Regions from separate parts of the Hordeum vulgare genome. Here region 1 is linked to region 2. The links are chromatin contacts, called in public Hi-C maps. All regions are on one chromosome and are shown on one strand. The core of a region is the stretch at or near the end of the contact, and the rest is flanking DNA. Distances in the headings are between cores, read along the strand shown.

Region 1 (7,289 bases), core at 1,314-3,813, 140 kb after region 2:
AATTGCATATTCAGTCATTTTACTAGTAATTTATTCTTCAAGCAGGCTGACTAGTAATTTATTCTTGGTTTTCATTTTTTCCTACATATGTGCTCTGTTTCCTGTCTAAGTCTGAATATTGTTTTTCTATTTTTTCCTACATATGTGCTTTGTTTCCTGTCTGAGTATTGCTTTTCATTTTTTCAGTTACCTCAGGATAAGAAAGTCTTTTGTTCTCAGTAGAGTTTGAGCATAATGGCATATTCATTGGTGAAGGAATGAATAGATCCTACCTTTACAGCACGATTGCAACCTTTGATTACTGTCATGCAGACACATGGTCACTCTCAATGGTGAAGTACTGTTTGGACAGGTTGGATTACTCGCATGGTTTTCCTGATTTGCAAGTATACTGGTGCTTGCCAGACAAGGACATTGTTGATGGTCTTGTTTGTGTAAATAGTGAAGAGGTTATTGCTGCTATGGTCAATGCAAGTAAGGAAGCTAAGACTCTGCTGGTGATAGTTGATGAGGAGAACAAGATCAGAAGATTTTATGAAGATGTGATCAAAGATGGCCCCCCTCTGCCAGATGTAATTATTTCAAGAGGAGCTAAAGGGGGAGAGGAAGAGGGCAGAAGTGAAGAAGAGAATGGAGAGGGCAGAAGTGAAGAAGAGCATGGAGAGGGAAGAGCAGATGCAGATGTAGAGCAAGGAGAGGAGAGAGATGAAGATGAACATGTAGAGCAAGGAGAGGAGAGAGAGGAAGAGGAGCATGTAGAGGAAACTGATTCTAATTTTGATGAGAGTGACTATGATGTGGAAGACATGGATGATGATATATTCACTGAGAATATAGATGCAGCACTTGGTGATAACAATGAGCAGGAAGGATATATACCAGAGGATGACCTTTTGGATGATGATGATCTCAACCTGTCTAAAGCAGAACTTGAGAAGCTCAACTACAGATTTAGGGCCTACAATCCAGAAGTTGACATGAACAATCCAGTGTTCAGGGTAGGGCTTGTGTTTGGTCCAGAAACAATCAAATGCAGGTGAGCCAGAAACAAGTGCAATGAAACTTCACTAAACTTTACAAAAATTAGAAACAATAGTTAGTCCATTTGCTGAATTTACTACACTTTGCAAATGAAGAGGAGGCAGGAACAAGTGCCAATGCAGGAAGAGCAAAGAAAAAAACAAGAGGAGGTGGAAGAGCAAGAGCAAGAGGAGCTGCAGGTGGAAGGACTGGAGCAAGAGCAAGACCAAGAGCTGGAGCTGAAGCTAAAACTGGAGTTGGAGCAACTGCTGGAACTGGAGCTGGAGCACAAGCAGCAGCTGGAGCTGGAGCAGCTGCTGGAACTAGAGCTGGAGCACAAGCAGCAGCTGGAGCTGGAGCAGCTGCTGGAAGAGGAGCTGAAGGAGGGAGAAGAGTGGAAGATTATCCTCTGTGGCAGCTAATGTTTGGACCAATCCCAAACTTGAATGAAGAGATTCCACTGACCCAAAATGCCCCTAGGACTCCAGACAATTAGTTCATTACTGCTTTGTTTAATTAGTTCATCTCTGAACTGCAAAAATGTCCCAGTTCATACATGAACTAGAAGCTTGCAGGAGGAATTAGTATTTTGTGCTGGTAATGGCACTTGTGGCTACAGACTGTAGTCTTTAACTGTCCAGATTGCTTTTGCTAAAAACTACTACTTGCAGGCTGGTTACATATTGCAGTTCCTCTATATGGAAAGACTAACTTGCTGGCATTTGGTGTTGTGCATCAGTCTAGATGCTAATTAGGGAGCTTACTACTATCTATATCCTGCTGAGACTGCTATCTATATCCTGCTATCTATATCCTGCTGCTATCTATTGACGCCCATCTATTTTGATGTTTTGTTCATGTTACAGACTGCTATCTATATCCTGCTGCTATCTATGTATTTGTGTTGCTGCTATCTATATCCTATTGAGTTGTTGCTGCTATCTATATCCTCCTGTGTGAAGATTTCATTCACTTGTAGATGCCAGATCAGTTGGGATAATTCAGAGATACTTCAGGGGTTATCAGCAAAAATGGCCTTCACACATCAGGACCATCCAGGTATGCGTGGCAGCCTATGTGGCAACTTTAAGTGCGTTTTTGCCCTTAATGAATCCGCATCGTAGTTACTGTACCATTTTTCTGGGGTTTTTTTGTTTTTGTATGAATCCGTTAACAAGCCGAAAGTTTATGTACTGCAGCTGTAATTAGCTCTTTATTTATCTCTCCTGGCTAAACGGATCGAAACGAACAAGCCCGTGGTGGGAACAGCCACGGCTTGTCAAGATCAATCAGCGCCCAACCCCAGTCAGTGCTCTGCTCAGTCCAGTCCAGACATCGGTAAGCGGACGATGCCAATGGCATGGCAGTGCTGGAGGGGATCCGAGTCATCATCCCACGGCAAAAGCTGAAGCTGGGATCCAGAAAGAGAGCTGAGCTGCTGGTGGCATGCAGTTACTGTTCCACCGGCTGCACTGTAGCGGTACACGTACATAGGACGGCAATAAGCAGCACGCAGACGAGGTAGGTTCACGAGTTATTATCATGGCGATCGGTTGCCAGGGCCTCAGTGCGCAGGCAGCCATGATGGCGCACCCACAACGCCAGCGAACGTACGTAGCTCCATCGGCTAGATGCTGGACTGGAGCAGCTCGGATCGCTTTCTGTTCGTGTCTCCGTGGAGAGGGCATCGCCACCGGCAGAGAGCATCCGCCGCGGCAGGCCTCGGAAAAGCCGCCCGCTCTTCCTATGTACTCCTACGTTCTCTCTCTCTCTTCCATCATCGTCGTGCAAAACGTGTCGAGTTCCGGTTGACAGGAGATTAGGCCGCTCCCGCGCACGACTCATTCGTTCGACCTTGTTTGTTTGCGACAAATCCCGCGACCTAGTGTGTAACAGTCTGGACCTATCTTTTTTGCTTTGTGTCCAGTCTGAGTCATTTTCAACACAAACATGCTTCCGGTTTGAATTCAGATGGACAACGAACGGACGGATCTCTTGTCCGCATCGGGGGGCCGTGGCATGCGGCCATCTACCTTCCACCGCCTAAATTAACTACGAACGCACGGTCGGCCCCACCTGTCATCCACCCAGACGAGCAGTCGCCGTCCTTCTTAGATGGGAAGCCGTGGACCGGTCACAGTCCACGCTCCCACTCCAGTCCTGATGCCCCCTCAAAACCAAACACCCAAACCCTGGTTCTTTCCTCCTTTTCTCGAGCTCTCTGCCCACCGGCAACCATGGTGTGGTGAAGCACCGGCCGTAAGGGGGCACACGACCACAAGATTGGTTCGTCCTTCGGCCGCCGCCAGTTCAGCGCCTGGACCACCCCCACGGAGGGCCCCTGCACTGCCCGCATTCACCATCGCCCCTCTGGTCGCCCCCGCGCGCGACCGACAGTACGTCCATGCAGATGTTTGCAGACGTTATTGGGGAATAGTGACGCCGCTCCCCTGAGCGACGTTCACCTACCCAATAATTGGCATCTGCCCGCGGATCGGCCGCCGATCCCGATGAGTGGCCGTGCCTATCGCGAAGAGATCGACCACCATCGTCGTTGCCTGCCTGACGACCTATACTACGACCCAAGGTACGTTGTCGCCACTGTAGGACACTTGGTTTCGGGACAAGCACGACATGCGACGCTCATCATACTTAGTTTTTATATTAATTATGTTCTAAACATTGTTTGCGTATTATTTTGGGCATTTATTTGAGTTTTGCAACAACAAAATCATGTCCATCCTGGACATGATTTGAGGTGCGACCGCGCACCGACCCGACAATAGCCCGATCCGGACATGGGCTATCCCATTGCCGCCCCAAACGAACAAAAGCAGGCGAACGTCCGTTTGGGGGCGTGCCCTGGATGACGCCAAACTAAAACATTTCATTCATTCCACTGAGACTATGAATTCAAAGGTGCAGGTCCACAACAGAAATTCAACACGGAGGACTCAATAATACCAACATATAGGGGGCCCTTGACTCTGTCCTACACATCCACCGACACAACACAGGTCTCATCTCTTCAGTCAACTTGGAACCCCTACAAAAATACCACATCCAAAGATGCATGAGTAAAATCTGCACCAGCGCAATAAGATGGGCAGATTAATGATTCATCCGTTGTACACTGTCACCTGTTAAACCAAGCACAGATTAATCATCGACTACTCTCGTTCACATGGTCTCCACACCGTGCCCGTAGGCTCATCCATCAGGGCGATGCCTTTGCTAGCAAGCTCCTTCCTGATCTGGTCAGACACCTCGAACTGCTTGTTGTTCCTGGCAGCGATCCTATGCTCAATCTGCTCACTCAGTGATTCCTCTGTCAGCCCTGCCCGCTTCAGCGCCTTCTCCTTTAGCTGCTTGAGTACCTGCATTGGATTGGACATTTGCTCGTGTCACAAACCATCATCGTCAAAAGAGGAAATGGGCACGTCTACATAGTGTGGCTTTAGTTCGTACCTCTGCTAAAGGAGATGGTGGCATCAGACCAAGGATGGATAGCTTGTGTTTAATTTCTGCTCCCAGCGCATTCAGAGCTTGAATGTGATCTTCTGGCTGCTTCTGTGGCCGCTGCTGCTTCTGTTGCTGCTTCTTTTGCTGTTGTTGTTTCTTCTTTTGCTGTTCCAGTTTTTGCTGCAGCTTCTGGAAGTAGAAAATGTGTTTGATGAACTACTGTGAACTGGACATAAATTTGTTCCAGCATTCAAAGCAGTGTATTATTGCTTGAACATACCTTCAAATCATTTAAATTGCCGTTTATTGCCTTCAGAAGCTCCATGAAGCCATCCAGAACATCTGTAGTCCGAAGATCATCTGACATTGATTCCAAAAATGCTTTATGGTGGTCGTCAACCAGTTTTTGCTCCTCAGCTGGGACTGGGGCAGATGTATTCTCTTCACGATGCAGAGACACCACTTCATCACAGTCATATAAAGTCTGCAAATTTTTTATATCAATCAAACATTAAAGGTCTGCTTCAAAATTCAGTTGCTCAGACAGACGTGTGTCGAATGCCTAAACTTTGATTTGAAACCAAATAATGACTAATATTATTGATGTTTAAGTACATCACCTGGAAAATGTAGTACACACGATCAGATGCAATCTCAAGTGCTTTATCAGAATGATTCGCATCTGATTTATAATGTGTGCGCATCAGGAAAAATCTCAGCGCCAAAGGATGATACAGAGTTATAATCTGAAAAGAAGAGACATGTGAGATATCTTGGGAAACACCCGACAGGTTTAAATGAGAACTATACTAAAAGAAGTCAGGTATCCATCTCCTTACATCTCTGATCGTGAAGAAGTTATTAACTGATTTTGACATCTTTTGGTCATCGATGTTAATAAAGCCATTATGCATCCAGCATTTGACCTCACTTTCTGGATAAGCCGCCCGGCTTTGTGCAAGCTCATTCTCATGATGAGGAAATATCAAATCTTTCCCTCCACCATGAATATCAAACACATGCCCTAAATAGTGAGCACTCATTGCACTGCATTCAATATGCCATCCTGGTCTTCCGTTACCCCAAGGGCTCTCCCAAGAAGGCTCACCTTCCTTAGCAGCCTGGACATGGTAACTCAAGCATAATAAGAAACTCGCAGTGTGCAAGAGTAAACTCTACACAACAATGTATCGAACTTACCTTCCATAACGCAAAGTCTGCAGGGTTCCGCTTTCTTGTATCGACAGCAACCCGTGAACCAGCACGATTGTGATCTAAGATCCTGCCCGATAAGCTCAGATATTCAGGAAAATTGTCGACGGAGAAGTAAACATCACCGTCTACAACATAGGCCTTGCCATTCTTGATTATCTGTTCACAAACATACACACAACAAGAAGAGTTTTACCAAGTGAAGAAAAATCTTGTGGTGTCACATTAGAACAATTATCACATACAGTATGTTACACATGATTGACTATGATGACAGGTGAAATAAGGTGAATCAGAAACTATGGCTGTGTTTATTTATACTTCATAATCCAAATGGTGACAAACAGACGCAAGTTAGTCATCCTTTTTTGAAAGCAACAAGCTGGAAAAATATCATGGCATCATAGCGTTGGAGGTAATTCTGTACAGTAACGGACATATTGAAAATACCTCTGTGATTAACTTTATGATATTTTCAATATGCTCTGTCACGCGTGGCTCGTGAGTAGGAGGCAGGCACTGAAGCTCAGCCACATCAGCGAGGAACTCCGTGATAAACCGACTGCTCAAGCTAGTAACAGTTTCACCATTTTGATTTGCCCGTTTAATAATCTGCAAAGCCATAGCAAGTTCTGGAGTCATTACAACAATACATGCTAACAAATAAGTATATCTGGAAAAATAATCAGAAGAAGTCCATAAAATTGCATCGTGCTGGAAAGATGAACAAAATGAAGTGTTGATCTAAAGAGGAATAATAGAATGACAGGGACATATAAATGCTAAGTCATCAATTTTCACTAAAAAAGGACCACCCAAACTCTCCATGAATCATGCACCGATGCCTACAAGGGTAGCTGATACTGATAGTCATGGATGACAGCAACTATTACCTCCGGCGAAAAAAGGTACATGTCTAAGTCCAGACAAATTATCAAGCTTCCTTAGGAAGTAAGGAAAATTGACTTAGGGCTTCTTTGGTTCAAAGGAAAAGTGGAGGGAAAATGTAGGAATACAAAAAAAAAATATATGGTGATACTATTCATGCCTTTGGTTTAAAGGAATAGGGCAAAGGAAAAATGGAGGAAAATTTCAAAGAAAAACATATGAATTCTAATATCTACTTGGACCTCTTTTTCAAATTCCTATGCACGAAGAACAAGACAGTAGCCCCTTAGAAATACCTTGTACTCCCTCCGTCTCGAATTATTTGTCTTAGATTTGTCTAGATACGGTAGACACGTTTTAGTGTTAGATACATCCGAATCTAGACAAATCTAAGACAACTAATTTGGGACAGGGGTTGTACATCAGAACCAATATGAAGGGGAGCCTTGGCGCACAGCAAAGTTGTTGCCTTGTGACCATGAGGTCACAGGTTCGAGTCCTAGAAACAGCCTCTTGCAGAAATGTAGGGAAAGGCTGCGTACAAAAGACCGAAGTGGTCGGACCCTTCCCGTGACCCTGCGCAAGGGAGCTACATGCACCGGGCTGCCCTTTATCAGAACCAATATCCAATCAATCAGTCAGATGTAATTGTTTTTGCTTAGAATTGTCTCATTTTAAATTGGAGAGAAATTTCAGTATAATCTGAG
Region 2 (7,604 bases), core at 3,605-6,104:
ACATCGTCATTAGATCGAGTACGAGATGAAGCGAAACAACCTAACAACTCCCCTTTAGGAGTAGCGATTAATTAATACGATTGAGTGATATATGAAAATGTTAACTAATGTGATTGAGCGACGTATGATAAGATTAATTAATTTAGATTTGATGTTTAAAAATTGACCCTCATTGATTCTTCCCCATAGTCATTATTAAATAACTTGTACCCACATGAAAAGTTTGGATACATTAGAATTTTGCAAGTTATAAAATTCGATATGACAAACGGAAAGGTGCGGTTCAGTTGAGAAAAAAATGACGGAAACATGCAAGGGTAAAAAACCAACATGAAAAAGATGGTGGAAGGTGGGACGAAAATAAACCAGCGAGGCAAACATAAACTACATGTAATGGCCTACCAACTCCCCCTTTAGAAGTACATATTTGCTACGCATGGTAATATTAATTAATATAATTTGAATGATGTATAAAATTATTAATTAATGTGATTAAGCGGCATATGATAATGTTAATTAATTTATATTTGGTCTTTAAAGATTGATTAGAGATTGACCTTGATTGATTCGTTCCCACAAATACATTACTAAATAACTTGCGTTCACATGAAAAGTTCTCAAATATTCACATTACGAGCTTCCTGAGTTACTGACCATTGGTATGGCAAAAAAGGTAATGATAACCAGATTGAGGTGGGATTTGCATTAAAAAAATCTAGGGGTATGAGACAAAAGACGTACCAACTCCCTTTTTAGAAGTAAAAATTGTTCGCACGAAAAACAAGTTGCTATTTTTTTTGATTAAAATATGTTCTCAGATTCTAAAACAGTTCAAGAATTTGAGAATTTCACGAAACCGAAAAAAGTTTCGTAAATTTAGAAGAATATCATGAATAGAAATGGTCACTAATTGGCGAAATATTCATGAATTTAAAAATAGTTAAATTGAAATATATCAGGATTTTCAAAATAATGTTCATGAATTTCAGAATCCATGTAATTCTAGAAGTTCATGAATTTCAAAGAATCATTGAAAATCTCACTAATAATTATCATCTATTTGAAAAGGTACACATATCTGAGAAAAAAATATAATTTTTAAAACTTTAACAAATTATTACCAAAAATAGTTCATGAAAATTTAGAAGTTACTTAATTCAGTAAAAAAGTTCAAAAACTCGAAAAGAGTAAACGAATTTGGGACAGATGTTTACAATTTTGCATAACTTAAAAAAAACAGTTTTTTTGTCGAAAAGTTCATGAATTTGAGAAAAACGGTTTATGAATTTGGGAATTTACGAAACTAGAAAAGATACATAGATTTGGAACAATATCACGAATTGAAAATGTCACTAGTTAGCAAGAAAGTCATAATTTTGAAAAAAGTTCACAAAATTCAAAGATTTCAAGTTTTTCAAATTAAAGTTCACCAATTTTAGAATTCATACATTTTAATAAGTTCATCAATTTCAAAAATCTTTGAAAATCTAACTATTAATTTTCATGAATTTGAAAAGGTACACATTTTTCAAGAAAAAATCAGTTTAAAATTTCACAAAATTCTGCCAAAATAGTTCACATATTTGAGTAGAAAAGTACAAAAAAATTGAAAAGAGTACTCGAATTTGAGACAAAATTTCTAGAATTTGACTAACTAAAAAAATCCGAGAAACAATTTTAGGAATAGTTCATGAATTCGAGAAAACGTTTTATGAATTTGGCAAGTTTAAGAAACAGAAAAAAGTTTCATAGATTGGCAAGAATATAACGAAATGAAAAGGTTACTAATTGGCAAAATATTCATGAATTCGATAAAAAGGTCACATAATTCAAAGAGTTCAAGATTTTCAAATCATACTTCACGAATTTCAGAATTCATATATTTTTTAGAAGTTCATGAATTTAGAAAATCTAAAAAAATATGACTAATAGTTTTCATGAATTTGAAAAAGACACGTGTTTGAGGAAAAATGTAATTTTAAATTTTTTCATAAATTTCTAATGAACCAGTTCAGAAAATTAAAAAGTTGGCATATTTGAGCCAAAAAGTTCAAGAACTTGAAAAAAGTATACGAAGTTGAGACAAAATTTTCAAGAATTAGAATAACTTTAAAAATCTGAGAAACAATACTTGAAAATGTTCATGAATTTGAGAAAATAGGTTTATGAATTCGGGAAAATGACATTAATATGAAAATAAAATCTTCTTGAAACTCAAAATGGAAAATATAAATAGAAATAAAAATTCCTCCTAATATCCGTGATAAATCAAACAGGAAAAAGGTCAACCAAAAAAATGTAAGGAGACTAAGACCATTCCTACTGTGCTTAGGCCGTGTTTGTGTTGTGCTTTTGCAGCATTTTCAATTTGGGCAAAAGCTATAAAAGCTTCTAAATATGTGATTTTGGAGATTTTATGACTTTGATGGATCATATAAGAATATTTATCTTCAAAAATCATAAAAGCTCCAAAAACACCTATTTAAGAGCTTTTATGCCTTTTTATATTCAGCATCAAAAGCCATAAAAGCTCCAAAAATTTCTATTTAGAACCTTTTTTGACTTTTAGATAAAAATGAAAAATTGTAAAAGAAAAGGCCAAAGCCTAAACAAATAGACCCTTAATAGGTTGGCCTTTTTGTATCACGTTATTGTGCCACGTACCAAATACATCTATTTGGGGAATACCCTATTTGACGTGCTTTGCGTGAAACTGCCGGCAATTCACACAGGCGTGCGATCGACCAGTAACGCGATGGGCCAACCGAGTTTTGCATAGACACTGCATCTACAACCGCAACTGGCGAGCCGGCTTTGGGAACCTTTTGTTTTTTCTCTGTATTTCGTATTTTTCTTTTTTTACGCTTCTTCTTTTTTATTTTATTTTAAAATAATTTCAAATAATTGTAGTTTTTCAAAATCTATCCATAACTTTCAAAATTCAGGATTTAAAAAAATGTTCATCATTTCAAAAAATGTTATTATTTTTCAACAAATGATGTGAATGTTTTTTTGTACTTTGTATAAAAGCATTTTAAAAAAACTATTCGGGCATTTCAGAAAATTATTCGCATTATTCAAAAAATCTCATATTGAAAAAAAATATTTAGTTCACAAGTTTAATAAATTCAAATAATGTTCGCATTTTGAAAAAAAATTGGGCATTTCAAGAAATATTCTTATTTAAAAAAATTAAGGGTTTGTATTCAATATATTAGGAACTTTTCAACTAATGAGCGGGATTTAAAAAATGTTCCTACTTTCTTAAATTGCTTGCAAATTCAAAATATGTTCTTGTTTTTAAATTTTTGTTCACGTAATCTAAAGTTATTTTCGTTCTTTTAATTTTGTTAACAAATTCTAAAAATGTTCAAATATTTTGGGAAAAAATTGGTTTCATTTTTTTGTTTACCTATATACTCCTAGTATTTTTTTTCACTTCCAAAAAAAATAAGTATTTCCCAATTGTTCTTGGTCTAAAATTTTGTTTGGAATCTAAAAAGTTGTCCCCATTTTCAATTTTTGTTCTCCAAGTAAAAAAGTATTCACATTTGTGAATTTATTATGGGATTTTGAAAATTTTATGCATTTAAAACAATGTTTTGAAAATTTGAATTTTTTTTAGTTTTAAATAAATTATGTAAATTCCAACTGATGTTCAATTTTTGGAGTTTTATTTACGAATTCGAAAAGTGTTCATGTTTTCAAAAAAAATGTTTGGGAAGTTGAAGATTTCATCATAGGTTTGAAAGCTGATGTGAAATTTTAAAATTTGCTCGTTTTTGTTAAAATTACTCCTAACTTAATTAAAGTGTTTGAAATTCGAAATATTGTTTGCAATTTTTTAAGTAATGTTTAGTTTACACCGCAAAATTTAGTACTTTATAGTTCGCTCTGCTCATTATGTCAACAATGTTCAATAGGTGGAATGGTTACTCGGACTCATGGACAAGCATGAAGTTTGTACTTTGATTCTCATCTTGCACAACACAATGTTAGTTTTATTTTTTCACGTGACAGCTCCATTTGTTTAACCTGAAATAGCCGGCCTAGTCGGATGCCCCCCGTGCAAAGGGAGGTCTGTTTGCCGCATAATGCAGCGAATAGGAACTCCCTCTAATTTGCATTGAAGGCACAAAATACGATTCCGAAATCACAAACTAAGGAGTACTCCATACAAAGATCACTGCCACCATCCTAGAATGGGACAAATGATGAACCGCATGTGTGTCACTTATCGCAACCTGAAAGTTTTCCTTTTTTCGTACATCCATATTTAAAAAATGTTTTATCTCTTAAATCATGCGTCCAAGTCCTCGGTTTTGATGAATTTTTTTCACAAAAAAAGAAACAAAAAAACCGTGTCCCCACGATAGAAAAGAAAAAACAAAAAATATGTTTTTTCCGTTTTTGAGAGGCACGGCTGTGCCTCTCGTGAAAGAAAAATCGCGCCTTTCGTGAAAGCAAAAACTGTGCCTCTCATAAAAAATGATTTTTTTCGTTTTCAAGAGGCACAGTCGTGCCTCGTCCGAAAAAAAACAATTTTTTTTTCGTTTTTGAGAGACACGACTGTGCCTCTCGCAAATGCAAAACCGTATCTCTCACGAAAGCAAAATCATGCCTCTCGCAAAAAAGATGTGTATATTCACGCAAATTTTGAAAAAACTTTTCCTTTCGAAAAGCTAAGAAAAACCAATGAAAACCCGAAACACCAAATATATACTTGAAAACACCAATTAAAAAGCCGAAAATGTGTTTGAAAAATAATAAAAAAAGAAATCCGGAGGGAACACTCAGAACGTGTCAAGTGGCTGTGGCTGAAACACGACAAGTGGCAACATGTGAGGGTGATCGTACGAAGGCTCGCTAACTAATTGCTCTCCTACCATTCACGCGCTTCCAGTGGGCTGGACCGAACATCCACTTGCCTAATGGACCGCTCCAGTGGGCTGGCCAACTAGGGAGTTGTTTGCTCTGTTTTGTTTCCTTTCGGTTGCCGTTTTTCCTCTTTCTTTTTCTAAATTTTATACTTCTATTTCAAAATATTATATATATATATATATATATATATATATATATATATATATATATACAATGTAAAAAATAATTTATCTTGAATTTTAAAACCATTAACCATCCGTTCAGAAAACTTTAAGACAAAGATTTTTTGGATAATTTCATTTTTTAATGTTTGTAGCATTAAAAACATATTCCTGACTTTTAAGAAATGTTCATGTGTTTCAAAAAATATTGAGGATATTTTATGAAAAGTAGTTATTCAATGTAAAACGATTGTTCATGCATTTTTGAAAAACAAATTCCTGTCATTCAAGAAAATGTTTGTAACATTTATGGAAAGTGTTCATGAATATCAAAAAAAAAGTTCATGATATTTTAGAAAAATGTTCACAGAATATTATAAAAATAATTATTTTGTTTTAAAAATCTTACCATTACAATTACGTATGTGACATTTATAAAATATTCATGCTTTAAATATATATTCGTGATATTAGGAAATGTCAATTTTTTTAGAAGATGTTAGCAAAATATCACATAACACTTTCATACTGTTCCAAAAGAAAGTTCAATGCATGTTTTAAAATGTACAAACATGTATTTGAACAATTGTTCGTCTTATATTAGATAAATATTCAACACATATCAATAAAGTGTGATGTGTATATAGGGAAACATACATTATGTATTGAAGAAGGTCGACTCAAATAACTAAAAATGAAGCAAAGGAAAAACTAAAGAAAATCAATGATAAAACACTGAAAAATATGAAGACACACGCATGGAAGGTTCAAGAACCTGCCCAAACTGGTCTAAAGAACTTTCCCAGATCTGCCTTGGAGCATCTCTAGCAGACCGTGTATAATGCTCAAATCCGTAAAAAAATGATGTGTTTACAGTTAAAAGCGGTGCCTAGCAGACCCCCTAAAACTTGTTCAATCCATAAACTTTTTAAAGGTCACGGTAAATCCATCCGTGAAAACATTATATGTGCAGTTTTGGAGACAGTATATAGTTCATCCCGTAAACTCGTCAATCCTTGTCGGAGCAAACGCGCCGCCATGGAATTGGCCGAAATCTACCTGAAACTCATCGGAATCCATCGCCGCGTGTCGTAAGAAGCCGTCGCATGCCGGAATTTGTTGCCTTCGATCCGAATTGCGGCCAGCATGACCTCCACTGCTGAGGTGAGGCCGTCCACGGACAGGATGGAGTAGGCCACTCGCGGTGTGAATCAGGACGGGACGGCACCGGAGAAGAGCGAGACAGGGTGGGGAAGCTCGCACGGCCATGACGGGTAACGTACGCATGGCGGCAGGCAATGTCGAGCTCAATCGGGGACGGGCAGTGCCGAGTTCAATCAGGGGCGAGTGGTGCACGGCTCCTCCACTTCATGCATGGCCGGGAATGTTTATTAAACCAGGGTTGTTTATTAAAACATGTTATTATTACTGTTGACTCATAGTGTCACCTACTATGAACTGGGCCTATATCTGTGGGCACGGCTATCGATAGTTATACACTTTGCAGAGGTTAATATACTGTACCCACACCATGGAACACAAGGCCTCCTGCTCCCATTCGGATGGACCAGCAGCATTCCAAAAAAACCGATTTATTGTATGGCACTCTCCCGGACACTCCGACAAACTACCCTTTGGCCTAAGTCATGGATGGCCTCGATGCCACTGTGGATATCTCCTCGCCACCGTTGTGCAAAACAAAAACGGTCCCAAACGGGGACAAAGGCGCCTACAACAACTATGGGCACACAAGGTTATCGCCGCCTACCGGGACAAGATAGCACGCGTGCATAACCTTTCCTAGTTAGCGGCACCGGCGAGAGGCATACCAACAGACCGCATTAAGGCCTTCCCATATAGGCAAGTGTGGCTGCACTGGCCAGCTCGACTCGATGGCACTATGACTCAACCAAGAAGTGCTCAAGTTCAATTAATATCCGGTTAAACTTGAAAAGTAACAAATCGAGTCATAATAAAAATAAAAAGATGCAATGACAACGCATATGAGCATGATATCAGCATAAACATGGAATGAAAGTATAACCATTTAACATGGGAAGCATTAGCATCAACAATAATAAATCACTTAGTCTAGTGGATGCACATGAACATGGCATAGCGATGATCATGCATATCACATGTACTTTTCATAATTGACGATAATCATGCATCAGATGAACACTATTATCACCAACATGTACTAGCATGACATATGAGAATAATATTAAGAAGTAATCACCTAACTAAGAGGGTGCATAAGAGCATAGCATGATGATAAGCATGGATTCACAAGCATAGCTAAAACAGGAATAAGAGTAGTAACTGAGCAGACAATTATTAAATATTCAAGTGGAAACCATGGTTACTGTAAGGCCATCATGCAAGTGGTTCTCGTGGCTTGCCTAGGATGAAGGAACCATCGGGGAGAAGTGCAAGGAACTCATGGAATGATTCATCGGAAAACTTTCTCTCTCGGAGGGGCTAAACGAGGGCAAGGGATAAATAGTCATTTTCATAACGTGACAACATCATGAAAATGATACCAACAGAATGTGCTCCACG

What was found. A called contact is a pair of places that touch in the nucleus more often than the background predicts.
Region 1: a Hi-C map of leaf shows a contact between it and region 2, with 2.4 times the contacts expected there. The contact joins two enhancer-like sites. A contact is called at or near these places in 2 of 6 Hi-C or Micro-C datasets (leaf and seedling).

Annotation. Positions count from the first base shown.
Region 1 is chr4H:576,868,453-576,875,741 of MorexV3_pseudomolecules_assembly, forward strand. LOC123449680 (cysteine--tRNA ligase CPS1, chloroplastic/mitochondrial-like) reads right to left here. Exons shown (of 10, transcript XM_045126977.1): 3 at 6,145-6,306; 4 at 5,683-5,853; 5 at 5,322-5,603; 6 at 5,103-5,228; 7 at 4,763-4,966; 8 at 4,489-4,671; 9 at 4,161-4,397; 10 at 3,906-4,066. The coding sequence ends at 4,191. Among protein-coding and RNA genes, the nearest start is that of LOC123449680, 5.1 kb to the right of the region's middle. Within about 2 kb of position 2,564, at least 2 of the 3 cell types and tissues checked have open chromatin away from gene starts, as enhancers often do. A contact at or near this core is called in leaf, where this site is marked.
Region 2 is chr4H:576,727,892-576,735,495 of MorexV3_pseudomolecules_assembly, forward strand. No RefSeq gene overlaps it. Among protein-coding and RNA genes, the nearest start is that of LOC123447193, 48 kb to the left of the region's middle. Within about 2 kb of position 4,855, at least 2 of the 3 cell types and tissues checked have open chromatin away from gene starts, as enhancers often do. A contact at or near this core is called in leaf, where this site is marked.